Regions from separate parts of the Mus musculus genome. Here region 1 is linked to region 2. Evidence: chromatin contacts called from public HiChIP or PLAC-seq data. All regions are on one chromosome and are shown on one strand. The core of a region is the stretch at or near the end of the contact, and the rest is flanking DNA. Distances in the headings are between cores, read along the strand shown.

Region 1 (5,632 bases), core at 2,898-5,397, 550 kb before region 2:
GGTGATGTGTCCCACTGATTTTATCCTTGGAGGATGAGCCACCACACCCATCCCGATATATGCCCCCCCCCCCCAACTTGCTGTCAGCTCTGCAGTTCTGGGGAAATGGCAGCAGCGTGCAGGGTGACAGCTGAGGTATGCTCCTGCGGATGTGTGGGGTGTTAACTGTGAGAGTGCTGTGACAACTGATCCCTCCCAGCCCTAACCCAAACACTGGAAGCAGTGGACACTCCTCCCCTCGCCCAAGTTTAGGTATCTAATTGCTTAGTCTTGCAGATGTGACTATTGCAAGAGTTCTTCATGACCTACATGGACAGCATATGCAATCTCCAGTACCAGTGCGGGATCTCCAATCCAGCTGGTCTCCCCTGGCTGGTGGTGATCTCCGAGAAAGGAGTGAGACTGAGCAAACACCTGTGTGATGCTCAAGCCAGAAAGACCAGATTCTTTTCTCTATCTTCCTTTCTTCTTCTTTCTCTGTTGTTGTTGTAGTTGTTGTTGCTGGAGACCGGGTTTCTCTGTATATCCTTGGCTGTCCTGGAATTCACTCTGCAGACTAGGTTGGCCTCAAACTCAGAGATCCACCCGCCTCTGCTTTCCCAGTGCTGGCATTAAAGCATGACCTGGGCTGCAGACCCCAACACCCAGATCTTTTGATTTCTAAGCGAATCCATCTCTTAGGGCCCAGAGAAGTAGTAGTTGCTGAAGACCCAAATCTTTGGACTCTTGCTTGGGCCTAGCTAATTACTAGTCCACAGCTTGGGAAGACAATACTACTTATAAATTACATTATAGTCATCTCTTTTTCGCCTAGCTCTGTCTCCACTCTTCCATTCATTCTCAAACCACTAAGAAGTTGAGACTGGCCTGACCAGGGCTGGACCTCCTGCACTTTATATAGAGAGCAGGGGATTCTGGGTCTCTGGAACATTGCTTTATAGGGCACCTCTAAGGCAGCTTCTGTTTGCCTTGCTATTCCCAGGTCTACATTGTTCTTGGGGCCACTCTAGTTTTGTCTCTTTCCCCTATGTTTTAACCTCTTTCAATTTTGTCTCGTCAAATTTGGGGTGGTCTTTGCTCCTCTTTGGGTTCCTGCCTCTGGGAATGACCCAGTGTAATAGTGATGTGCTGTGGAATCCAGGCAGCAGAGGTAGAGCTTCCTTGTTGCCACAAATGAGAACACAAGAATGACCAGGCCATGCCAGGGCACGCCCGCCGTCGCTTTTCATTCCGGGCACAGGCGCCTGGTCGATGCCCTGCTGTCCACCCTCCCCTGCAAACGGCCCTCCTCCTGGCCCCCGCCCCCTCCACCGGCTTGGAAAAGGCAAATTTGACATTTTTAAATCCCGAGCCTTAGAGGGATCGATGCGGCCCGAGGGCCCCGCCCGGGGTCGATATTCCTGATTGGGAAGCGGCCGCTGAGCGGAGCCGGGGTGTAAATCACCCGGACTGGGGGGCGTTGCGGGGGGAGGAACCAGGAAACCTACTGAATCCCACGCGCGCTCAGCGGCAGCTGGAAGGGTCTCTGCTCAGGCTGGACCGAGGGCGACCGACTAAGAAAGACAGGATTTAAAAGAAGCCGAGAGGAGCCCACCCAAGGCCTCCCCCCTCCCCCGTCTAGTCCTGCCAACTCCAGCGGCCGACTCCGGTCTCGCTTCAGCGGCCGCCATCCTCCGTTGCCCCTGGAGCCGCGAGGGAGGCCGGTGTCGGAGCCAGCCATGCAGCGTCTCCTCTCCGGCCGCTCCCGCGGGGCCCGGGCTTCGGCGGCGGCTGTCACGGAGCCGACAAGCTGGGCTGGCGGGGAGGAGGCGGGCGGGGGAGGTGTTGGGGGCGGAGGGGGGCAGCTGGAAGCCAGCGCAGTTCTCGCTCAGTGGGCGCAACAGATGTTTGCAGAATAGAGGAGCGACAAGGTGGTCTAGGGTAGCGAGCGGCGCCGGGGTGAGGGGACCTGGGCACACTTAGGAATGAGAGTGCAAACCTGCGACGTGAGCAGGCGCTGGAGGGCGCCGGCCAGAGAGACTGGGGAAAGGCTAAGCAACTTTTGGTCCTGTCTGGTCATCGCCTCGGCCTCCAGTACCTGCCGCGTTCGGTTGGGGAAACCGAGGCAGCTGAGACCGAGAGAGGCCTGGAAGATGAAAAATCGGGGACGGTGGCGAAGGTTGGGGTGGCCATCAATTTCCTCACGGGTTTCTGTATCAGCCAAGGCCAGCCCTGGGCCAGTGGCGGGTAAATACGTTACTATGCCCTCGACAGCTGCTCACACGCTCCCCTCCCTCCCGCTTCAGCTTGTCAGATTCCCCCCACCCCCACCCCACCTCCCACCCCGAGCCAGTTTATAGAACAACAATTTGGGGAAAACAATCCCGGCCGAGTGACGGCCCCGTAATTGTGACAAAGTGAGTGCGGACGGCTGGAGAGAGCGTAGGGCGGGAGCGAGGCAGGGCGAGGCGCAGGCAGGGGCTCCTCTCGCCCACCCTGTCACCCCTGTTCTCATTCCGGTCACCTCTCATCCCTCTCCTTGACTCTTCCTCAATTCTTCTTCTCTAGGTCCCCTGTGCCTCCCTTCTCGTTTCTCCATCGCTCTGCCCTCTCCTCACAGTAATGGTCCTCCTCTCGCCCCTCACCCTCCACCACCCTCCTCCAGATGTGCCTTTTCCTCGCTCATTTCTCACTCTCTTCTCCGTCCTCCACTCTTTTCTCCATCTTTTTCACGCGCTTACATTGCCCTTGGGTCCCAGGGCTCTACGGCAAAAATCTGCTTCGCTCCCTCCCCAGTCCGTCCTTTCTAGGCTGGGCCCGAAGCCTTCATCCCTTTCGCGTTTTTGGACACTTCTGGGCCCCTCCTGCGAGCAGGAGACCTGGCTCCCCGGGGTCCCCTCCCCCTCCAGGCGGTTCGCACTGGGCTCCCGGCTCCCGAGCGAGTTTGTTTGTCCAGCGGCGGCGGCTGCTTCTGCCCGCGCTGTTTGCCAAGCTTAGCGCGCCGCCGCGCAGAGCGGGCCCAATTAAGTCTCATTCATTATTCAGCGCCCCCGTCCGCCCCCCGTCCCCAGCCGTGGCTGGGTTGTCGTTTTGTCGCCCCTCCTCAGCCCTAAAGGGGCCATATCTAGTCCCCAGCTAGAACTAGACGTTGGAGGGAGCTAAAACATTCTGCCCACTGTTGACAAGTGACCCTAAGTGAAGCCCACCGGCTCCATCCCTACCTCTAATCAAGCCTGGGGAATTTCGTAGATCCAAGCTTCTTTTAAAAGAAACTGAAGCTCAGGAAAGGGTGTGACTTGGCCAAGGTCACGGAGCTGCTCGGGGATTGTAGCCCGGGATGTTGAAGGCATCTTGTAAGCCAGCTCCATTCCAGCGTCCAAGCGAGAAGGCAGGCTCCTCTCCCCCGAGTCTCCCTGGGTTTGCCCTTACTCTTCTGATGGCTCGCCCCCACCCTGTATCCCTTGCTGGTGTGGGTTCCCCCCCCCCCCTTTGCTTCAGGCTACAAGGGTCTGAACAGCTTCTGGCTCTATGGATTCTGGGCTATGCAGGCTCAGACTCCCAGGTCTGGCTGTGGAGTCCCCTAACTGGAAGGCCTGGAAGCAAGGTAGTGAGGCAGAATTGCGGGTCTTGAGGGGCTCTCTCCTTCACCTCTGAGTGGATGTCTCTCCTTTAAGAAATTAGACGTGATCCTATAATGGCCGTCTTGGAGTACAGAGAGAAGCGAGACAGGGATCACCTCCCATTTGTGGCGGAGAGGAGAGGAAGTCGAGATTTTTAATTTTATTGATAGAGTCGCCCTTTTTCTCCCGCCAGGTAGCTGCACGGTTCGGACAGCTTTGACCAGGAATGTCCCAACCTTGCAAAAAGGAGATCTGGGACTTTTGGGGACCCTCCCTTCCGTAAACGGCAGCGCCATCTGGCGGTGTTAATGAAGTGCTGCAAGAGGTGCGCACTGCCGGGAGTGGGGCGCGGTTCCAGGCCCTACAGTGTAAAACTGGGTGAGTCTGGGGAAAGCTTCCCGTAGAGAGGGCGATCAGAGCCCAGGAACACAGGACCGGAAGGTGGCTACGAAGGGGCTGACCAGGGCTTTCGGGGCGGGGCCTGCAGGAGGTGGCCTGACTTCAAACACAGTCACCCAGCACTGAGGGACAAAGTCCACTTGTGTGGAGGTGAGAGCAGTTACAGAGGGGCCATTTTGAATCTGTGTTCAAAGGCAATGGCTGTTCTGAAGCAGCCTGGAAGCCTGGGCTGCCAGGTACTGCGGCCCTGCTGGGACTGCCTGAGGGTGAGTTTGCTTGAAGTAGGTAAGACGATTGGCAGGCAGATTTGATATTCTGAGGATTTTTGCGGCCGCTTTGTAGAGTGCCTTCGATCTGGTTGATAGGGATAGGATGGCTGGGCTGTGGGGTGCTAAGGTCTGGGTCAAAATGTTCTCCAGAACGTTTAAGTGGAAGGAGTTCAGGGTCCCTTTCAAATTTGGCTTGTGGGAGAACGGCATAGTCTGGGGAGATGGGAAAGCTGGAAAGGGCTTTGGCCGAGTTACAGAATGCACCCGCTTACACACACACACACACACACACACACACACACACACACACACACACACACACACACACGATGTTAAAGGAGTGAGTTTGGCTAAGACACTGGCTTTCAAAGGGGTTTGAAACAGTGAAAAAGTATTCTCTTCAGCCCTTTCCTGTGAGCCATTACTATTCCAGAGTCTAAGGGGAGGATAGAAATTTAAGCTTCTTTTTTCCCCCTTCTTATTCTTTCTCAATTTTACTTTATGTACACGGGTGTTTTGCTTGAACCTTTGTGTGTGCACTGCATGCACTCCTGATATCCTTGGAGACCAGAAGAGGGCATCTATGAGCTGCCATGTGGGTGCTGGGAATTTAAACCCCAAGTGACCCCTGGGTCACCCGTTAGTCCCAAGCTTTTGAGTTGTTGTTGTTGTTGTTCAGGCACCTAGTTCTCAGTGTCCCAACTTAAAGTCACTTAAAACATTCTCTTCCTGGGGGTGGAGAGATGGCTCAGCCGGTTAAGAGCACTGACTCTACCTGGTGGTTCACAACCATCTGTAATGGGATCTGATGCCCTCTTCTGGTGTGTCTGAGCACAGCTACAGTGTACGTATGCATAATAATGAATAAATCTTAAAAACAAAAACATTCTCTTCCTTGGACATGGTGGCACATGCCTATAACCTCAGCACTTGAGGAGGTAGGGGCAGGAAGACCAAGATGTCCTCAGCTATGGCCGCATAAGACCAGTTTGGAACGTGCAATAAGACTGTGCCTCAAATATCAATAAATTAATAATAAATAAATGAAAATATTTTAATTGAAGCATTTCCTCCCTTAAATATGGAGTCACTGTGATTGTAAATAACAGGACTGGGGTGCTAACGGAAGATAGGAGACATCTAGTACCTGAGAGACCCCGAGGTAGGGCTAGCTTGATTTTTATTACTGCTGAGCCTTTCTCCTTGCTTCACCTCTCAGGCCTAAGGATGACCCTCCAGACTGCAGTGATTCTCACAGAGGACCTTGAGATTTCTGCAATTTGATCAATGTCAAACGCCACTGGATTTTCTCTGAGACTCTTGCCCTAGAGGATGGCCAAAGGGCTGCTGATGACCTATGTCCTT
Region 2 (6,142 bases), core at 1,947-4,446:
AGCTGCAGAGCGCTGCTCTCAGCTGTGGAGCAGCTGTCACTTGCAAAGCAGAGGCTGCTGCCTTTTGACAACACTGCAAAGGCCCCTGTGAGCACTTTAAACAAAAGGTGCCCAGAATCTCAGCTGCTATTGATGGGAGCCCCAGAGGTAAAGAAGTCACTGTGTTACACTCCCTATCTGTGAGTATCCCTAAGGGAGCAATTTGGCAACACCAGGAGAAAGACTCTCAGCTTGCTATGATTGCTTTGAGCCCCCAATTTAATTTCAATCACCCAGGAAAGAGACAGACAGTCCTTCAGAACAACAGACTATTACAGATCTTACTGCAGGGTATCCTGGGAAAGGCATCTATACTCGTCCTACAAATAACATTATTAAAAAAAAAAACTATATATCAGGGTTTTTTTTTTTTTTTTTTTTTTTAGCTGCATCGAGTGTTACATTGCATAAGACAAAGCAACGGCAGATTGCTTGATTTTGTTTTCCAGCAAAGTATTTTAATGAAAAACATTATTATACACATTGCTGTTCTGGAGATTCCCAAGACATTAACAGTGTAGGTTTCCCACTGCCACAGACATACTCCTACTAAAGACAAGCTCAGACTAAGTTGCTTTCATTCAAAAGCACTCGAGAACAATTCATCTCCCTAAGTGTCCGGCTTCTGCTCTGTGTCAGAGGCTCCATCCAACTGACAGAAGAAATGCCATCGTGAGACCAATCGTCCCTATGAGCAAATCAATTGCAGAAAGAGTAAACAAAATGTTCCCAGCTCACCATGAGTGAAGACCAGAGGGGGGGAGGGGGGGAGAACTGGGTGTGATGGGTAAGTTCAGCACACTGACTGCTTCCTGTGAGGCCCACCCAGAGTCTGTCTCAGCAATCACTTTTCCTAGTGACTGCAACTCAGACAGACAGATCTCACAATGTGAATATATGCTGGGGGAGGGGAAAAGAATGACCTTTAAAGAGCACAACACAGACCTCATTACCCTCAGCCAGCCCTTTGCCCAGCATATTCCATCAGAGCTCCATAGCAGGGCACACACTGTGTTTGATTGTTAGCATCTTGTCTCCACTGAGCAAGCACTGAAGAGTTGGGCTACCACTGATCTAGTCATTCTCTTTGGACTCCGGTTTCCGGTTACTCTCTGCTGCCATCTCTAGCATGGACAGTCCCCCCATCTCATCCAGTCCCCATCCACCCCACCCCTGGGAGTTTACTTCTCAGTGAAGTCTCTTCCAGCCACACTATTTTCCATAACTCCTGGTTGCTTCTGCTCCAGAGCACTTGTCTCCACCTGATATGTTCACTTAGTTTACTGTCTGGAAAGCAAGGACTTTGCAGAGCCACTGGTATCTAGAACAGTGCCCAAGGCTTGGTGCAACAGGTTTTTTATTAATGTAGCATGGTATAAAAACCTTATATGGGGGGAAACCCAGGGGTAAAAGTCAATGTTATAATTCTATAAAGCTATCTCAAAAAACAAAAACCAAACAGAACCAAAAAAGTATAAGGCTAAGATTGGAGGGTCTGTATTTGTGGAGAGTTTGATAGAATGTCTCAGATCTGCAGCCAAATTATCTGAGTGATCTTTAGCTCCACTAACACACCAGACACCTCCTTGTGACTATCAGATGAAATTTTGGCCTGAATTACCTTTCACCCGGAGAATGGCAGCACACACCTTGAATCCCAGTGCTTAGGAGACATAGAGGTAGGCAGATCTCTGTGAGTTCCAGGCCAGCCTGGTCTACAGAGTTCCAGGACATACAGAGCTGTTACACACAGCAAAACCCTGTCTCAGAATAGAAATAAAAACAGAAACAAACACACACCTACCTTTCATCAACCCAAAAGCCAAGTTGACCAGCAGACAGCACTGAAGTCTAACACAGCATAAGAGTCCCTATCTTTACTGCACCCTGGCAGCCTGACATGCAGCCTCATCAGTCCACAGAGGTTTTAAAGGTTAGTAGAAGACAGTCTTACGTGAAATTACATGTACAATTGTGCTGGCCTGTAGCTCAGCTGATACCATGTCTCTCTAGCATGACAAGCCCCTGGTTTCTGTCCTCAACACAGCAAATACTGAGAATGGCAGATCACACATGTAATCTCCAAGTTATCCTGTAATGCCTGTAATCCCAGCACTCCAAGGACAGGAGGCTCAGAAGTCCAAGGTTATCCTTGGCTACAAGAGGCCAGCCTGGGCTACATAAGACACTACCACACATACACGGAGTCCAGTTTATTTAGGAGTGATAGAACTTTAAAAGGTAAACAGTAAATCCAATAACCTTCCGATACACTATTGGGAGTACTGCAGTCAGTCTCTCCCCCTCTTCCTCTCTTTCTTCCTCTCTTTCTGAGGCACAAAAACAAAGCTCTCATTCCAAGGGAAATGAGTGAGCCAAATATAAGTGACCCTGGCTAGTGAACATGAATCCAGAATACCAAAATACTACGTTGTGATATAACCATTCTCACTACGTTTTATAGTTAAGAACAAGTCTTAGCTTTTCTGTTGGTGGAAGCTGTTCATATAAATTAATACACCCCAAAGGGTTTCACATGCAAATCACAGAACAGTAGGTAGGTCAGTGACAGAGGTGGGCAATAAATTATTAAAAGGGGGGGGGGCCTGGAAAAAAAAAATCACCCGAGATAGGCTCCGAATTTGCAACATTCCAACTCTCCACAACTAGGGATGTTCTAATGAGCCTTGTGGGAGACAGCCTAGAAGGTAGAGGCTCTCCACGTCAGGCCGCCGGGTTCCCCAAACACCTGATTTCTCCCTCAAAAGAGACTGTTCCTCGGAAAAGGGTATGAGGGGGCTCTCCCCGCCATTCCCACGCCCGGCACTGGGGCTCGCCAAGACCACCTTGAGGGAACCACACCCGCACCCGGCCGGCCACGCCTCAAAAGGACGCCCCGACTTTGCAAGGAGCGCCACGCCGAGAGCAGCCGGGTCCCGCCGCCCCCTCCCCTCGCCCGCCTCCCCGCCGCCCGCTCGCTCGCTCGCTCGCGACCTCGACCGGCTTACCGAGGCTCCCGGCCCCGCGCACACGCAACCCCGTCCGGCCCGCGGCGCTCACTCTCCGGCCGCCGCGCCCCAGGAGGGCTGCTGTCTACCAGCGACGCGCCTCACTAACGGCAGTGTAAAACCGCGCCGCCAGATCCGGTTCAAAATCACGCACCAGCCAATCACAGAGGAGCTCATAATCACGAAGACGCAAGTGTCAGGGCCAGGGGGCGGGCGCAAAACGGAATGGGCATGCGCATTACATTAGCGAGACGCCCGAAAGGCGGCCATTTTGACTAAGGGCACACACACAATTTTGCGGGAGTAGTGGGTGTTTCGTGGCCCGTGTAGGACTCACATTCCAGGCTCCAGCTTCCTTTCTTGCAATTATCCTAATGACCTGTTGACTAATTGCATATTATTTCTTGCCTCCTGTTTCCCCACGCAGTCAAATAGGACCCTTGGAAACTAATAACTGAATAGTTTTCGGGTCTCACTGTAGAATAGGAAGAATTCCAGAAGGAGACAGAGCAGCAATCATTTTAACCATATTTACTGAGCTATAATTATCCCTCCATTCATTCACGCATTCATTCAGACTTCTATTTGATGCACAGTAAGTATGCCAACTTCATAGCAAGCACTCTGCTAGGAATCAGAAAAAAATACCGATCATGTGGTCTCTGCTTTCCAGTAGCTATGAATGGGGGAAGACAGCTCAAGAAAACAAATAGAAATGCAAAATGAAGTGTTATAATTCCATTTAATAAGTGGCACTTAAAATTTGGCGTCGTATTGGTACAGAGGCTTTGAAACTTTGAAAGATCTGGACCCAACATCAGAAATGCCTTTTACGTACACCAGCAAACTATTCATCTTAATCTATTAGTGTGTTCCCAATGTTTCTGTTCCTTTTTTTGTTATGTCTCTGTGTTGGTGTCCCTTCCTTCCTGAATTTACTAATTACTGGTAGGTGTGGCTACTAGCAACTTGACAAAATACTGGCTAGCTAGAGTTTACTAGAAACAGTGATCCAGGTACACCCCTTTAACCCCAGCACAGCAGAAGCAGATTTCTGTAAGTTCAAGGCCAGCCTGGCCTGCCTCAGAAGTCTAACCACCAAGGGAACTGAGCCCTTCCTCGAACTCTTTACAACCGTGGTATTTTCAAAGGCAGTTCTGGGTGGGTGTGGTGGCACACACCCGAAACCCCAGCACTTAGGGCGTGGAGGCTGAGGGATTAAGACCAGCCTCTGCTACTTAGTTTCACACCAGCCTAAAACAAACAAAAAATCAGATCCAACCATGGCTCTTCCTTGCTGAAAACCATTAACCGTTTCACTTCTCCTCCTTAAAAAAAGATCAGGGTCTTTAACAGGGCTCCCCTAACCTGGGCTTCCGGGCTCTCCAGCTGCCCCTCCTGACTCCCTCCTGTCTACAGGTCCTGAAGTGCACCAAGCTACTCTTAGCATCCAGCGCTTGCAGAACTCTTGCTGTTCCGTCTGCCCCAAACATCCTTCCTGCCCATTCCCCCAACTTCATTTGACTAAGTCCTATCTGTCCTTTGGGCAACTTGAATTATTATTATTATTATTTTAATGCTTTCTTCAAAGGAGTCTATGCTGCCTGCCTCTGTGTGCTTTTGCTATAATTTCTAGCTCCCTTCCTCCTCTGTGTGAGTTACCTCATCGTTTTCTGATTCTTCTAGTTACTTTTGTAGGGCCTTCCACGTGCTGTGCTTTGGCTCAGGCATCTATAAGTGGAAACAATGTCTGACTCTCGGGGCCTTTCAGACATCCTTGTAAAATGAAGCACATGTCCCAGTACCAAGTATCTGCTCAGTAAATACCCCCTTGCTTTGCTGGCCAGTCCATCGGCTTCCAGAGAACCGCAGTAGGACTCCTTTGATTTACTGCTGCATTTAGCATGGTAGGCAGCCCCAACAAAGTCATTCAAGTGCAGGTGAGTTGAACTCTACCAGATGGTGGCAGTATTCCATCCCACCACCCAATCTACATATTCCAAACGATGTCCGGTGATGGGCCGGCTGGAGTGGGGGTGGGTGGGGCGGGAACGGGATGGAGACACTGCCCTCCAACCCCTCCACGGAACCCAGGAGCCAAGTATCATCTCACTCAGCACCTTTTGCCTGATGCACCAGACTGGTGAGGACCTCCAAATTGAGTTTTGAGCATTGGGAGCTGGGGTCCACTTGAACTGGGAAATGCAAAGGCTCCAGTTCCAGGAAGCATAGGGTTCGATCCTAGCTCTGCCACTTACGGGAGGCGCTGGCTTTTAACCTGGTTCTTGAGTGTCGGGCCTCTGGAGACGCAGTGGTTTCGAGTGCCGGGATGCTGGTGGAGGCTGGCTAAGTCTGTAAAAGAGCTTCAGTGTGCGGGAACGCGCCGCCGTCGTGCGGCAAGTCATTCCCGTTGGAGCACGAACGCTAGGACCCTTGCTGGGCAGCCCCATCCCGCCCCGCCCGCCCGAACTCCTCCATGCCAGGAGCCAGACAGAGGCGCTGTCACCAGACTCACTGAGCGCTTTTGTCTTTTTACCTCGACTGCCCCACCCGGCTGTGACTTCCAGTTCCTTCTCATCTACTCTCAGCCTCTTTCTAGAAATACAAATTGAACCTCCTCCACTCAAGGGCCTCAGCATCACCAGCACCACCCCCAGTCCTGCTGTGAGCTCTCCTGCCCTGGGAAGGAGTTCGTCTTGCATACTTTGGGTACGGAGGGTGGAGGCCCAGGGTCAAACAGCACCAGGCTGAGGACTCTGTTCTGGGCCGGCGATCTAAAGGCAGATGAGCTGAGATTGATGTCTGAAGCATGGGCAGACTCCAACCCAGAAGGCAGAAAGGGAAGCAGGCAGACATATGGAGAGAAATGGGGAATCCATGCAGTGTGACTGAGGTGCACTGGAAGTCAGGGGACAAGACTGGAAATGATTTTCACAGAGCCATGTGAGACACCTTAATACCCGATCAAACTAGTTAAGTGTACTTCCTGGGGGTTCCCTGACTGTTTAATAAGTGCAATGGTATCAATAAATGATAAAGGCTGTTGGAGGGATTAAATCAAGCTATTTACAAAACTCAGCACAGAGCTAGGCACA

What was found. HiChIP or PLAC-seq counts read pairs in DNA pulled down with a chosen protein or histone mark.
Region 1: a contact with region 2 is called in an H3K4me3 HiChIP or PLAC-seq map of stem cell-derived neural progenitor cells, with 2.6 times the contacts expected there. The contact joins the promoter of Dnajc22 here to the promoter of Racgap1 in region 2. A contact is called at or near these places in 3 of 39 promoter capture datasets (hippocampal neurons, pre-B cells and second pharyngeal arch cranial neural crest) and 1 of 115 datasets of contacts at active chromatin or transcription factors (stem cell-derived neural progenitor cells).

What each region holds. Positions count from the first base shown.
Region 1 is chr15:99,095,337-99,100,968 of GRCm38.p6, forward strand. It overlaps Dnajc22 (DnaJ heat shock protein family (Hsp40) member C22), which reads left to right and starts at 4,148. Exons shown (of 3, transcript NM_176835.2): 1 at 4,148-4,264; 2 at 5,487-5,632. The coding sequence starts at 5,600.
Region 2 is chr15:99,648,460-99,654,601 of GRCm38.p6, forward strand. Racgap1 (Rac GTPase-activating protein 1) reads right to left here and starts at 3,197. Exons shown (of 17, transcript NM_001253808.1): 1 at 3,048-3,197.